3 separate regions of the Sus scrofa genome follow, and all the other regions are linked to region 2. Evidence: chromatin contacts called from public Hi-C data. All regions are on one chromosome and are shown on one strand. Each heading gives the region's core, a stretch centred on a gene start, on an enhancer-like site or on the middle of the called end of the contact. The rest is flanking DNA. Distances are from core to core; before and after follow the strand shown. Region 1 holds the start of SLC1A2 (excitatory amino acid transporter 2). Region 2 holds the start of FJX1 (four-jointed box protein 1). Region 3 overlaps LOC102157601 (a long non-coding RNA gene).

Evidence for each region. A called contact is a pair of places that touch in the nucleus more often than the background predicts.
Region 1: a Hi-C map of epiblast stem cells shows a contact between it and region 2, with 2.8 times the contacts expected there. The contact joins the promoter of SLC1A2 here to the promoter of FJX1 in region 2. A contact is called at or near these places in 1 of 47 Hi-C or Micro-C datasets (epiblast stem cells) and 1 of 2 datasets of contacts at active chromatin or transcription factors (alveolar macrophages).
Region 3: a Hi-C map of liver shows a contact between it and region 2, with 4 times the contacts expected there. The contact joins the enhancer-like site here to the promoter of FJX1 in region 2. A contact is called at or near these places in 1 of 5 promoter capture datasets (liver), 2 of 47 Hi-C or Micro-C datasets (both in liver) and 2 of 2 datasets of contacts at active chromatin or transcription factors (alveolar macrophages and skeletal muscle).

The regions. Positions count from the first base shown.
Region 1 is chr2:25,601,899-25,606,464 of Sscrofa11.1, forward strand. SLC1A2 (excitatory amino acid transporter 2) reads left to right here and starts at 1,994. Exons shown (of 11, transcript XM_003480708.4): 1 at 1,994-3,681. The coding sequence starts at 3,665.
Region 2 is chr2:25,420,598-25,425,357 of Sscrofa11.1, forward strand. It overlaps FJX1 (four-jointed box protein 1), which reads right to left and starts at 2,952. Exons shown (of 1, transcript XM_003353898.4): 1 at 60-2,952. The coding sequence starts at 2,310. The coding sequence ends at 997. It also overlaps a transcript of PAMR1 not described here.
Region 3 is chr2:25,247,385-25,251,499 of Sscrofa11.1, forward strand. LOC102157601 (a long non-coding RNA gene) reads right to left here. Exons shown (of 7, transcript XR_001306887.2): 5 at 2,089-2,257; 6 at 929-1,104; 7 at 1-189. Among named protein-coding and RNA genes, the nearest start is that of LDLRAD3, 94 kb to the left of the region's middle. Within about 2 kb of position 2,612, at least 2 of the 83 cell types and tissues checked have an H3K27ac peak or open chromatin away from gene starts, as enhancers often do. A contact at or near this core is called in liver, where this site is marked.

The DNA.
Region 1 (4,566 bases), core at 744-3,243, 180 kb after region 2:
ATGAGGGAGTTCCCATTGTGGCTCAGTGGTTAACGAATCCGACTAGGAAGCATGAGGTTGCGGGTTCGATCCCTGGCCTTGCTCAATGGGTTAAGGATCCGGCGTTGCCATGAGCTGTGGTGTAGGTCGCAGATGTGGCTCGGATCTGGTGTTGCAGTGGCTCTGGTGTAGGCCGGCAGCTGTAGCTCCGATTCGACCCCTAGCCTGGGAATCTCCATATGCCGTGGGAGCGGCCCTAGAAAATGCAAAAAGACAAAAAAAAAAAAAAATCAAACGAGGACATGTATATGTGTGTGTGTATATATATACACACACACATGTATTAAGGTACTTTGAACATGGAGTAAGAACCCAGGAAATGTTAGGGTAATATAATAACTACCAGAGGTCCTAGCTGAAACATTACCTTGATTCAGCTGTGGTAAACCACTTCTCAGAGCTTGGATTAGTCCTTAAGTCAACAATCAATAAAGCAAAAAGGAAAAAAATCCCTCAGAGTAAAAATGAACTTTGAACACCCCCAAGTCACCTAGCAAGGTATGATACAGTTTATTTCTTTGCATTTAGTCCTGCAGAGTAGTTTTTATTCATCCTAAGTTTGAGATCCTGTGAGTGAGACTTAAGAAAGGTAAATCTATATGCAAATGTCAGAGCATCCCATTCCTTCTGCTTTAGCCATAATCACAGAATCCCTGGAGGACACTGAGAGATACTAGGAAATTCCAAAATGTTCCTGCTGACTTGTGGGGTTGACTTCATTCTGTCCTCATACCAGAGCTTTATTGACTTAATGTGGGCTGGGAGATTTGTAGTTTGTGGTGAAGACGGAGAAGAATTAAGGGGGTCATCCTCTAGGCAGCTTTAGGGGAGGCTAGATTTTCATGTGGGCTCAGTGGGAAATTAAATGGGGTGGATGGTGCTGCTCCCACATGTCTAGGATGACCCTTTATTGAGCACCCAAGATGTGCGAGGCTCAGAACTAAGCCCTTCCTACACATTAGCTATCTTATTTAACTTCACAGCAACCATGAGGTGGCATTATTTAATTTTTATTTATTTTTTACTGTATTTTTTTTTATGGCTGCACCCATGGCATATGGAATTTCCCAGGCTAGAGACTGAATCCCAGCTGTATCTTCCTTTTGTCTTTCCAAAGGCTAAACACACCAGTTTGCTTCAACTACTCTTGGAGGCTGTGTTTCTGAACCATTTCTCCTCCTGTGCTTCCTGATGCTGGCTGCACAGCAGGATAAAAATCACATGGGGAAGTGAAAAACAAACAAACAAAAAATACAAACCCTGAGTCAGAGCCCTGCTCCAGACGGACGGAACCCAGATCTGGGAAGGTGGCCTGGGCATTATTGTTTTGAAAGAAACTTTCTCATTATATTTTAATGTGCAGTTAGTACTGAAAAGCACTGCTCCAATTTGCTTGAAAAATGAAGACCCTCTGGAGCGAGGAAAAAGAAATCGGTTCCTTCTAGCTAATGATTATTATCCAGAATTATCTGTGGCATATTCCACATAATTTAACAGGCCGCCTCTTTAAGGGCAGCTGAATGCAAATGTTTCGAAAGCATTGGATGGGATGTCAAGGTTCCCAAACATAGCCATTTACCGGGTGCCAGCCTCTAGTGGAAGAGATTTGCGTACCTTTTACATTTCATTTCTTTTTTTCAGCACTGAGAGGTTGGGAACGGTACTCCCATTTTGCAGATGGGATGAAAAGAAATTGAGGAATTTCCTCCCGGATTACTCCAGGGGAAGGTGAAGAACTAAGGCTTTCGGATAGCAGCAGTCGGCACTTCACCACGAAGCCGCGCGCGCCCTGCTGGGACTCGGGCTTCCCTGGCACAGTCCCCAGGATAAACTCCGCGAGCTTCTACGTGGCCCGCTGCTGCATTCGGTCTTCGAAAAAGCCTCAGAGCTGGAAAGCGCCTCTTTCTGGGAATAAGACTAGGGAGGCGGCGACGGAGGACGATACCCGTATCTCAGACCCTGCCCAGAGGAGCCCCGCAGGTTCTAAGGGACTGGCTTGCCGCACTGACATCGGCGCGCTGACACTTTGCAGATCTCTTTCTCTCAAGAGAGAGCCCTTTTAATTTTCACTTCGGCCCAGCAAAGGGGGTTAATTTGGCCCCATTTTCCAGACGAGGAAAGTGAGTCTTTCTCTCCCCGTAGGTCGCAGCGTGGGGAAGTGGTGGAGCTGGAGGTGTCCGCCTTGTCCCAGAGATAATAAAACCTGCACGGATTTCGTCATTATTATGCAAAGCCGGCGGGGAAGCTCCAATCCTCCCTTGACCGAGCCCATCTGTCTCCGCGCGCCGCCCCCGGGGCACAGAAGCCGACGGCAAACGGAGCCGAGTGGGTGGAAACCCTTCCTCTCCGCTTGCCTCGCCATCGCTCCGCGCCTTCTCCGCCAGCGCCCCCGAGGCCGACCTCCCTCGGCTTAAAAAAAAAAAAACTGCGGCCTCCCCAGCACCCCGCCAGCGGCCCCTAGGGAACTGCATTAATATTAATCCCCATGCATAATTGAAGGCCAGAGATTTATTCGGGCCGCGGTGGGGGAGGGCGCCCGGCTGGGCTGTGTTGTGGCCGCGCTACTCAAAAGCTTCGGCCGCTCGGGTTCCGCGGGGCCTGGTACCCAGGACGTGGGAAGTTGGGGCGGGTGTGCAGCCTGTGAGGATGAGCTTGGGAGTAATGTGAGTCTGAGCAAGTGTGCCAAGGAGTGAGGCGTAGCGCTGGGGGCTGCTCGAGGGAGGCGGGGACGGAGGGGCATCCCAGGTCTTCACGCCTTGGCTTGCGTTTTACCCACAGCCGGGTGACCCCGGGCCACGCGGGCTTGAGAGGAAACAATAGCGACTCCTTAGATCCTGGGCTCCTGCCACCGGCGGCCCAGGCCTTCCCAGGAGACCAGCGGGGCTTCTTATTTGGCTAGTTTATGGCGAGAGGCTGGGCGGGGGCGGGGGCGGGATGGCGGAGGAGGGACCGCGGCTGGAGCTGGGGGGCGAGGGGGCGGCAGTTAAAGGAGTCTCCCGAAGCAGAGGCGCTGGTGATGTCAGCTCTCTACTAAAATAGAGAGGGATCGCCCGCAAATCCCCAGCTCCAGCGGGGCTAAACCTTGCAACCCCTCCCCGGCCGGCGCTGAGCCAGGGCGCAGCGACCTCCACCGCCTCCCCCGGCGTTCACACCCACCGCACACGCGCGCACGCACGCACGCACACACACGTTCCCTTGCACACCTACCGCACTCGCCGCCCTCCCACCCCCCACGAGCCCGCGCTCCGCCACTCGAAGCGCCCCACACCAAACACAGGTGGCAGCGGCGGCAGGTCGTCCCTGCGCGCAGTCCCGGAGGCGGCGCCTCTCTCTTGGGGGAAACCACCCTCCGAGCCTGCAAAGCACCCAGCAAGGCACTACCGGAGCCGGCGGAGGGAGCGCAGGACGCGCGCAGCGGAGAGCGGAGACGCGGCTTAGCGCCGGCTGGAGCCTCCCGCGCCCCCTGAGGCGCTAAAGGGCTTACCCAGGAGGCGGGTGGAAGGGCGGGGAGAGGTTCCCCCTTAAATACCGCGCTCCGCCACACTCGTGCGCTCCCCCGGCACCCGGTCGCTCCTCGTCCGCCGCAGCCGGACCTTGCAGAAGAGGAGGGGGCGTTCCCCGAGCCATGGCATCCACGGAAGGGTAAGGGGGCTTTTCTCTCTACTCGCAGGGAAGGGGGAGGTGTGCGTGCGGGGTGGTGGTCCCTTATCCGGGATGAGAACCGAGAGACGCCGGCGCCCGGCCTCGGAGATGGTGGCAAAACGATGGCTCTGCTGGAAGTGGAATGGTGGGGAGGAATTGATTTCCTTTCCCGAAGCTTGCTCCTTAACCCTTTAAAGACGCGAGAGACCAAGGCTTGTTTTATTTTAATTAAAAAGGTTCGGTGGAGGTGTGAAAAAGAGTGACGAAAAATCCTCTTGAGGTTACTTTTGAGATTTAAAAACAATAAGCAGTCGGGCACCTTGAGAGCAGCAGACACTGCCCGGGGGAAGCAGCGCTTGGAGAGCGGCGGCGGCTGGAAGGTGGGGGACCAGCTCGAAATGAATGAGCTGGAAACAGGGACCGGGGCCGGCCGGGGCGGGGCGAGGACCTGCGCGCCGGCCTTGAATGTCAGATTTGCAGAGTTGCGGAGTAGATGCCGGGCCTTCTCTGATCTCTCCTTGTCCCTGGATGGTGGAATCTCCCTGGCCAGCTTTAAGGAAGAGTGGATGAGATTTGGGTGCTTCCCGGGAAGAGGCGGGAAAATGAGTGATTTGGGGCAGGGACAGTTCTGCCTTCTGTCTTGGACTTGTCTCCTGCCTCCGGAGGCTGCAGTTGGATGGAGAATGCTGACAGTGATCAAAGCAGCCGTCTTTAGCAAAAGGGACATAGAGCTGCAAGGAACCCTTGACTGTCTCAAAGGGGCCAGAACAAAGTCTCCGGACCAGTGTCTCCTAGGACACTTTCCTGGATTGGGAGTGTCTTAAAAAACGGGTTGGGCAGCTCAGACCTTTGATTAATTCACAGAAGTGCACTAACCCCTTGCAA
Region 2 (4,760 bases), core at 1,702-4,201:
GAGCTTATTCTAAAACCAGGTAGGGCATCAGATACCTCAAACAGTTAAAACCACAGGAATTAAATTCTAAATTTTAAACTGCCTTTTATTGAAATATAAGTTTGTTTAGTATATTTACACCACACTTTATGCACATATATACATAGAAGGCAAATTCTGTCAAATAAAAAAGTTTTTCTTAATAAAAAATTAAAATAAAAACAAAGTAAAGTGCATGAAACTCATTTTTTTTTCTGGTGAACATCATCATTGTCAAAATTTTGGACGGTTGGGTAGGGGGAGGAAGAAGAAATTAATTATTTGACTCAGTGCATTCAGTCGGTGCCGCCTTTGTAGCCTTCAGGCCAAAATGACGAGCTGCAAGGTACAAATTGTCATCGTCTGCAGGACTCCCCCCATTCTGTAGGTCCTGCTCCCTTTGTCCTATCGGGAGCGGTTTCCCAGCTCTTAACAGTGATCTCACCATCGCGGAGCCGGAACAAAGGGAGAACACAGGAAGGGGGCTCCACCAGCCCATGTAATAGCCCTGCTCCGGGGGGCCACCAGCGCTGCGCTTGGTAGGAAATTCCAGAATTAGCTCAATGGCTCAAATAGAAGTTTTCCTTTTTTTCCGGAAAGGGAATGAGGGGGCCAAGGAAAAGGATGTATCTCCCACAGGGACGGCCACCCGGGGGCCAAACTCCCGGCAGCAGCCAGTTTCTTTGGATGCAAACTCCGTGCTGGCACAGGGAAGAATCCTTTTATAGGCTGGGTGGAGGGAATGTTACATTTCTCGCCTTTGCGAGCTCGTCCTCCCAGAACTCTGAAAGGAAACAGCTTGGGACTGAGAGAAAGGGGCAGGTAGGTGAAGCTGAAGTTTTCAGCCGCCTTCGCGCTCGGGTCTGCGGCTGGGCGTTGGCCGGCTGGTGCCAGGCGGTGGCAGAGACGATACCTTTCCCCCGTCATCTATTCCCCAGCCAGGGGTGTCTCTCTCTCTCTTCCTTCCTCCGGGGGATGTTAAGTCCCCGGTCGGCGACCGTACTTAGCCTTACAGTGCAAAATGTGCTTTGCGAGGAAGTCGAGGCGGCGCTGCAGCAGCTGAGCGTGGGGGTCGGCGAGCGCTGCCAGCTCGGGGAAGTGAGGCTCGTGGTGCTGGTAGAGGCGCAGTAGCCGGGCGGCCGCGTCCCGGCCACGGTGCAGTTCCAGGACGCGCCTCGCTGTCCGCTCGCGAAACACGCATACTGACTGCAGCAGCGGCTCGTTGTACTTGTCCCACATGCCAGCCACCCGGTAACCGTGCACCAAGCCCGCCTCATTGTCCAGAAAAACCAGCGCCCCGCCGGGGCCGCGGTGCAGGTTGCTCGTGGCGCGTTGCATGACCCTCGGGTCCCACTGCAGGCTGAAGAGGTTGCTGACTAGCCGGTCGAAGTTGGCTGTCAGGTAGTCGAAGAGGATCAAGTCGGTCCATTGCACCAGGTCCACCAGCTCCGCCTGGCTGCGGTTGGCCAGCTCGGCCCCCACGGCGCGCAGGGGCCGCAGATGGCCGTCTTCAGAGCGCCAGGGTGCGGGCACCACCACGTCAGTGAGGTTGGGCAGCCACCGAGTCAGGCTTACTACGCTGCCCTCGGTCCAGTGAGCGGCACGAAGCTCTTCCTGCACCTGAGCCCACTGCGCGCCCCGAGCTTCCACCCGAGCCAGTGCCAGCGGCGGCACGTGGCGCTGGAGGCCCAGCAGGCGTGCCAGGTAGTAAGACAGGGCCTCGCCCTGTATCTGCTCCGGGTTGATGCCGTAGCGCACGCAGGCGCGGGTGCCGTCGGCGAAGCGAGCCAGCCGGTTGGAGCTGCGCCCGCAACCCCCGCGCTCCAGGGCCACCACCCGGGCGCTGCGCGCCGCCTCCAGCCACGCCGCCGCCTGGGCCTCGGAGAAGCCCGGGGGCACCTGCTCCTCCAGGCCGCGGCTCCAGAAGACGCCCCCGTGCACCGCGGCGCGTTCCTCCGGCCAGGACCGTCCGGTTGGCACGTGCCGCCTGCGCTCACCCGGGGGCTGCCCGGGCGGGCCGTCAGAGCTCGCCGCCAAGGTGAGCAGAACCCGGAAAGTTTTCAGGGAGCCGCCGCGGGCGTCCCGCGCCAGGGGCGGGGGCAGAGGGAAGCGAGGCGCTGGCTCCCGGCCTCCGCTCCGGGCCGGGCGCCGAGGGAGTCGGTCTTTGGGCGTCTGAGAGGCGGGCAGCTCGGTCCGCGGCGGCAGGAGCCCGCCCCACAGCGCTAGCAGCGAGCCCAGCGCCAGTAGCCAGAGCCCCGCGGTGGCGGCGGCGCCCCGCATCCTCCAGCCCATGCTTCCCCGGCCGGGCCGGTGCCGCCGCCGCTTCAAGCCAAGCCCCGGCGCCCGGGTCTCGGCGGCGAGGCGGGCCCGGCAGCTCGTTGGCTCCGGGGCTCCGGGCGCCTCAGCTCCATCGCTGCAGCGGGGCGCTGCGAGACTAGCCGGCGCTCTGCCCGGCGCTGAGAACTAGCCTCGCTGCCGCTTCCCAGCTGCTTTTGTATTTCGCTGTGAGACCCTCCGGCGGGCGCGATTCACAGGCGCCCGGACCACGTGGGAGCGAGGGGGGATCCCCCTCCCCCTCCTCCTCCGCCGCTCCCCGCCCCCCTTCACTCCCCCGCCCCTTCCTCTTCTCTTCCCCTTAAAGCGGCGATGGCTCTTTCCAAGCGGGAGAAGCGGTCCCACACTCACTCAGGGACTTAGGGGCCAGGAGCAGGAAGCCGGGTTGGCGGCGCCCGCGTGGGGGCGTCGGAGCCGGCAGCACCGAGCTGAAGTCACGCGGGGTGGGAGCTACGCGCCTCTGGCTCTCGCGGGGGTTAGAGTGGTCGCGGAGTCCCTGCACTAGGGAAGCTCCCGTCCTCCAGCAAAGTTCAGACTAACCCCCACCGCTCTCTCCGCGCCGCCCGGCGTGGATTGGGGCGGGTCCCTTTGCCTTCTCCGTTGCAGACGGTGATTCACCCTGCCTTATGTAAATCCCTGGGAATCTCTCCGAGCCACAGAGGATATGACTCCAGCCCGGTTAGGAGAACCATCTGTAGCAAACAACTTTGAACCGACACCCCCTTTCCTGAGCGCGCTCACCACACTGGTCCCTGAGGGCTGTGCGCTTTGAGGTTGGTAGCTCCGCCTTTCCCGAGGGACTCACTGGGAATTAAACTTTGCTGTGCCCAAACACCTAGGCAGGTGTTCAACAAAGTATCTGTCCTCAGTTCTGGTCAGAGAGCAGTAAAATGCGGAGATGCGGTCCCCGTGCTTACGAAGCTCACATTCTAGGGAGATGTACCGGTTGCCCCAGAGAGCTTTGTTACCGAGGATCAGATCTGATGCAGGAGAAGGGGCTTCGGAGACCATTTCTCCAATGAAATGGTCCTCTTTTGCCCAGGAGGAAACTGAGGCAGAGAAGGGATAGGCGAACTCAAGATCCCAGAGGTAGCAAGTGGAGAAACTAAAATTCAAACTGAGGTCTCTGGGCAGCATGCCACTTGATTTTCCCTCTAGGGAGAAAGTTCACTATCTTTATCAAGTTGTTAGCATTCTCCTTTTTTAAAAGACCATTGTCATTTAGCTAGTCACTATATTCCTCAAATAGGATTTTCAATTCAACAAATGAAAAAAAAAATCCACCATATTGCATTTGACTTCATAGTTTAATGGTTTAAGGGAAGAAGTGGTTGGAGGAGGGGGTGGAGGAGCAAAAAAGTAAAGAATAAAAAAACAAAACAAAACAAACCATATTGTCTTCCAGCCACTTTTGCATTCAGTCCTCCTAGAGAGCTCTTGGATAAGAATCGGCTCTCCCTCTCACTTCCCTGAATGAGCCTGTGTCCCAGATCCAAATCAAGATTCTCAGGTAAGACACAAGTTTGGGGGGGATGGGGGTGGAATCCACCTCTGAAAGCAGGAGTTTGAAATCTGTTTCCTTTCATGTGTTTCTTTTCTTTCTTTTTATCCCCCATCAGATACAAATGGGGGTTTTCACTGCAACAGCTCATGACCTGGCCTTGATTATATTTATGCTCCAAAGAATGAATATTCTAGAGTTAGAGGGCAGATACTCTAAAGTTTGTGACTAAGAGGGTCCAAGGACCACACCTGGGGCCTTCCAGTGCTGATCCAGTGTAGTGTCAAGTGTTTCCATAGTGACTGAAGTGTTGGGTCTTTGCTGAATCTCTTCTGCACCCCACGGTGGCAGTACCATGCCATTTTATACATATTACCTGATGATATTACTATGGCCCCCATATGGATATATCAAAATCTTAATTCATTAAAGGTACTCTCTTCATGCTCTGTGCAAACTCCTAACCCTCATCTTTCCCTAATGGGGAAGGACTATGTCGTAACAACTTTCTATGTGTCTTTATCACCTAACATAGTATATTGCACTAAAAAAGTGCTCAGTAAATTGAGTTTAATTTTTTATCTTTTGGTTTTACTTTTGAGAATTTTTTTTTTTTTGAATGCGTTGCTTTCAGCTTGGATAAACTATAAGCAAGATCCCCACCTTGTGGGCATAAGTAGAATATCATCTAACTAGAGAGAAGTATACGCTTTCAACAGGTCGGTTAATTAAGTTAAAGTCTGAGAATATTATCTGGCCACCATGGCCCACACCATGTCCTAGGGCTGTAGGGAAATCTGGTGTAGTCCATGTCTGTCTTTTTAGCTGTGAACAGAAGCTATAAATAACTAGAAGGGTTAGTTCACTGTAAACTCTATGAGGAGTCTGCCTGGCTGATGTTGTTTAG
Region 3 (4,115 bases), core at 1,362-3,861, 170 kb before region 2:
CATAGAGGCATGAAAAAGAATTTTTTTCTTACTTGCATGGGGTTTTCTTTCATTTTAAATTTTCATTCATTCAATTCATTTTATTCCATTCTATTTCATTTCTTTCACTCATTCTTTTCATTTTTTTTTTCAAACTTTTTTTGGGGTGTTATGTGCAGCACTACTATGATTAGGTCTTGGAGATATTATCTGGGAACAAAACAAACGGAGTCTTTGCCTCATGGAGTTGATAGTCAAGTGGGGAAGACAGACAATTGAACAATAAACAAATATAAGATGATGGCAGGTAGTAGTAAGCATTTCAAAGAAAAACAAGGCAAGGTTAGAAGCTGGACCATTAGGAAGGTAGTATTAGGGCAAGGTAACAGAGGACAGAGGCACAGTAAGCCTCTGAAGAGATCTGGGGGGTAAAAGAATGTTTTGGCAAAGGAAATAGCAAGTTAAAGGCTCTGCAGGCAGGAGCATGCTTTGGGGGTATGAGAAGCTGGGAGGCCAGTGCAATCAGAGCATGTGGAACATAGTGGGGGTGGAAGGAGATGTGGCAGGGCCCGAGCACATGGAACCTCAGAGGATGTGCAGGTGACTTGGGAGCCTACCCGAAGTTTGCTGGGAAATCAAGAAAAGATGTTATAAAAGGGCTGCACTGTATCCCCCACAAATTACTATGTTGAAGCCCTAACCTCTGGTACCTTAGAATGTGGCTGCATTTGGAGACTGAGCCTTTATAGAGGTGATTAAGCTGAAATGAGGCTATTAGGGCCAATTTAATATGACTATTCTGACATGACTTGTGCCCTTCTAAGAAGAAGAAATTTGGATACACAAAGAGATGCCAGAGATCATGTGTGTAGACAAAAGGCCACGTGAGGACACAGTGAGAAGGCAGCCATCCACAAGCAAAGGGGAGAGGCTCAAGGAGAAATCAAACCTGCTGATATCTTGATCTTGACCTTCAGCCTCCAAAACCATGGGAAAATTTAACTTCTGTTATTGAAGCCACACAGTCTGTAGCAGTCCTTACAAATGAACACAGAGTATTGAAGCATAGATCGCCACAGTCTGATTTTATTTTCAAATGATCACTCCAGCTGATATGAGAAGGCCCTAGTGGGGAAGAGATCAAGAAGATCAGTCAAGATCCCACTACAGTGATCTAGGTAAAAGGGGACAATGTGTTGGACCAGATTGGTAGCAAAAGAGGTGCTGAGAAGCAGCCAGAATCAGGTGGATTTTTCAGCAGAGATAACAGAATTTGTGAGAAAGAGAGAAATTAGAGCTGCTGGCAAGGTCAGGCTTGTTCAGAAGATGCAGTCAGGCACTGGCTAACATTCGTACCCTAACTGCCAAAATGTCCTGGGTACTGCGACAAGATACTAAAAAAAAAAAAAATGCCTCCTAGGATTTTGGAGCCAAACCAGCTTTTAAAGGAACAAAAGGCAGAGGCTACTGAAGGAAAGGAAATCCTAGCACAGTTCCAGAGTCAGGATGCTTGGGTTCAAATCCTAGATTCACTTCTGTGTGACTTAAGGGCAAGTTATCTAAATTTTCCAAATCTCAGGTTTGTTCATCTAGAAAGTAAAGATGACAATATCTGCTTCATTGGACAGTATGAGAATTAAACGCAGTATTTATGTAAAGCTCTCAGCATGGATTTGACCGAAAGTAAATGGTCCATGAATGTGATGCATTGGTTAGCTCTTGCTAAGTAACAACTCCTTCCCCCAACGCTAGTGACTTAAAATATGAAGCATATAATTTTGCTCATGATCATGTCAGCTATTTTTTAGAGGGCCAAGCAGGACCAAAAAGATGAGCTCTGTTTCTACAGGGCCTGTAAACAAAGAAAACAGTGGAAACATATATGCACAAAGCTCACAAATCTTTGCACAGGCTATTGGAACTTGTTAAGCGTGGACTTAGACTGGCTGGGGGACCTGAGTTCTAGTTGGGCTGTGTGATCTGGGGCCAGTTCCATCCCTCTCTATGCCTCAGTTTCCTCATATATAAGGGAAGGTGCTGGATCAGAGATTCTGGAGGCTTTCCTCCAAGACACTAATTCTCTTGAATATACGTAACACACCTACCTACCTGTGTCTTAAACAAAGAGGGGGCTTATACAAATCCAGAGTTAAGCAGTCTGGACTGATGTGGAAGCTCAATGACATCATATGAACAAATTCTCTTCTGTCTCTCTTCGCGCTGCCATCCTTAGAGTGCAGGCTTCTTGTCTCATGGTACCAAACATCGCCTCTTTGTTCTAAGCAGGCAAAGGGAAAAGGCATAAGGAGAACAAATATTTATAACTGTGGAGTCTGTCATTTTATATGAGGGAAGCAAGGGCTTGTGATTCAAGCTTATAACTTATTAGCCAGAACTGTTCCCCGTGATTACTGAGCTGGAAGGTGGCTAGGACTTCTGCCTGGGAGTCGGGTCAGTCAATTCATGGTGTTAGCTGCAAACACTAACTATGAAGACATATAGTCTGGAGAGGGTGTTTTGGGTCCTCATAGCCACAGGAGCTCTGGCCAGTCAGCTGGCTTCATGGTGGCTATGGAAAGGTTGTTCCCCTGGTAACAGTTCCCATATAAACCCATGGGACTACAAATTCCAAAAGATAAGGACATTGTTTGCTTAATCTCATTGCAGCTTCAGGACCTAGTTCAGGGCCTGGTACATTGCAGCTGCATGACAAACATTTGTATAATGAACAAATTGTCCATCAATGGATACGGATTTCAGTGGACTGGGGCATTCGGGGAGTAAGGGATCTGGATAATTGGATTTTCTGGCAGCCTGAGGGTGAGGCAGAAAAGCTTATGATCTCAAATTAATTCTAGCAACACCAAGTGGCTTCCATAGCCAAGGCTCCAAGGTAAAAATAAAAACCCATGTGCTATGCATGTGTCATGGTCAGGGTCTCAGCAGGAGATGACACAATCAAGGTGGCTCAGGAGCGTATAATGAGGGACTACTTACAAAGGTGTGAGCAGGATTAGGGGAAACCAGCCAGGGGTGGCGAAGACCCTGGGGGCTGGCAGTGCTGGGGAGCTGCTACCAGCCCTGCTGACAGAGGACAGGGAGAAAGTGGACTCTAAAAGAAGAGAGTTCCCTTCGTGGCTCAGCAGTTAACAAACATGACTAGGATCTGTGAGGATGTGGGTTCCATCCCTGACCTCACTCAGTGGGTGAAGGATCTGGCATAGCCATGAGCTGTGGTGTAGGTCCCAGATACAGCTCGGATCTTGTGTTGCTATGGCTGTGGTGTAGGCCGACAGCTGTAGCTTCGATTTGACCCCTAGCCTGGGGACTTCCGTATGCCTCAGGTGTGGCCCTAAAAAGGAAAAAAAAGAAAGAACAAGAGAGCGTAGCTGGAGCTGGCACTGGAGCTGCAGGTGTGGACTGCCTGGGAGGAGCTGAGGCCTTCCATAGAGGAACACTGCCACTGGCCACTACCACAGACTGGGGCCCTAGCACCCTGCCCTCTCTCCTTCCATCTGCTGCTTCCCCTGGTTTATCTCATCTGCTGAACTGGGGACCAGAGCAGGGCCTTACTGATGCCATCTGCTGAGATCAAACTCTGGGGCACAAAGCAGGGAGCAGAGGCTAGAGAGAGGTGCTGGGGTGGGGTAGATGGCAAATACCCAGCACCGTGTATGGTATGACATCTGCATGATTACTCTTGGAGGTGGCTATTACTGTGTCTACTTCTAACTAGTCCAACAGAGGCCCAGAGTAGTTCCATCACTTGTCCAGGTTCACCTAGCCCACGGACTAGAGCTCAGATCACGTGACTCCCATTCCCAGTGTGTGTGACTCCCATTTCAGTCCGTGTGACCCACCCAGAAAGCATCAATTTTGCAAAGTATAGGATTGAAATTTGGATGCCAGGGGCGGGGGGTCTCTCTTGAAGCCTCTGAGAGTGTCAAGAGAACTGGATCAGAGGTCAGCAGAGCTGAGGTCCAGGCAGGCCTCCACTCATGACTGGAGGCATGATAAATTGAGCCTGTGTTATATGCCAGGCACTGTGTTAAATGCTTTGTATGTATCACAGCACACCCTCAGAGGAACTTATTATTTCCATTCATTGGCCCCAAAACAAAAGCACAGAGAAGTTA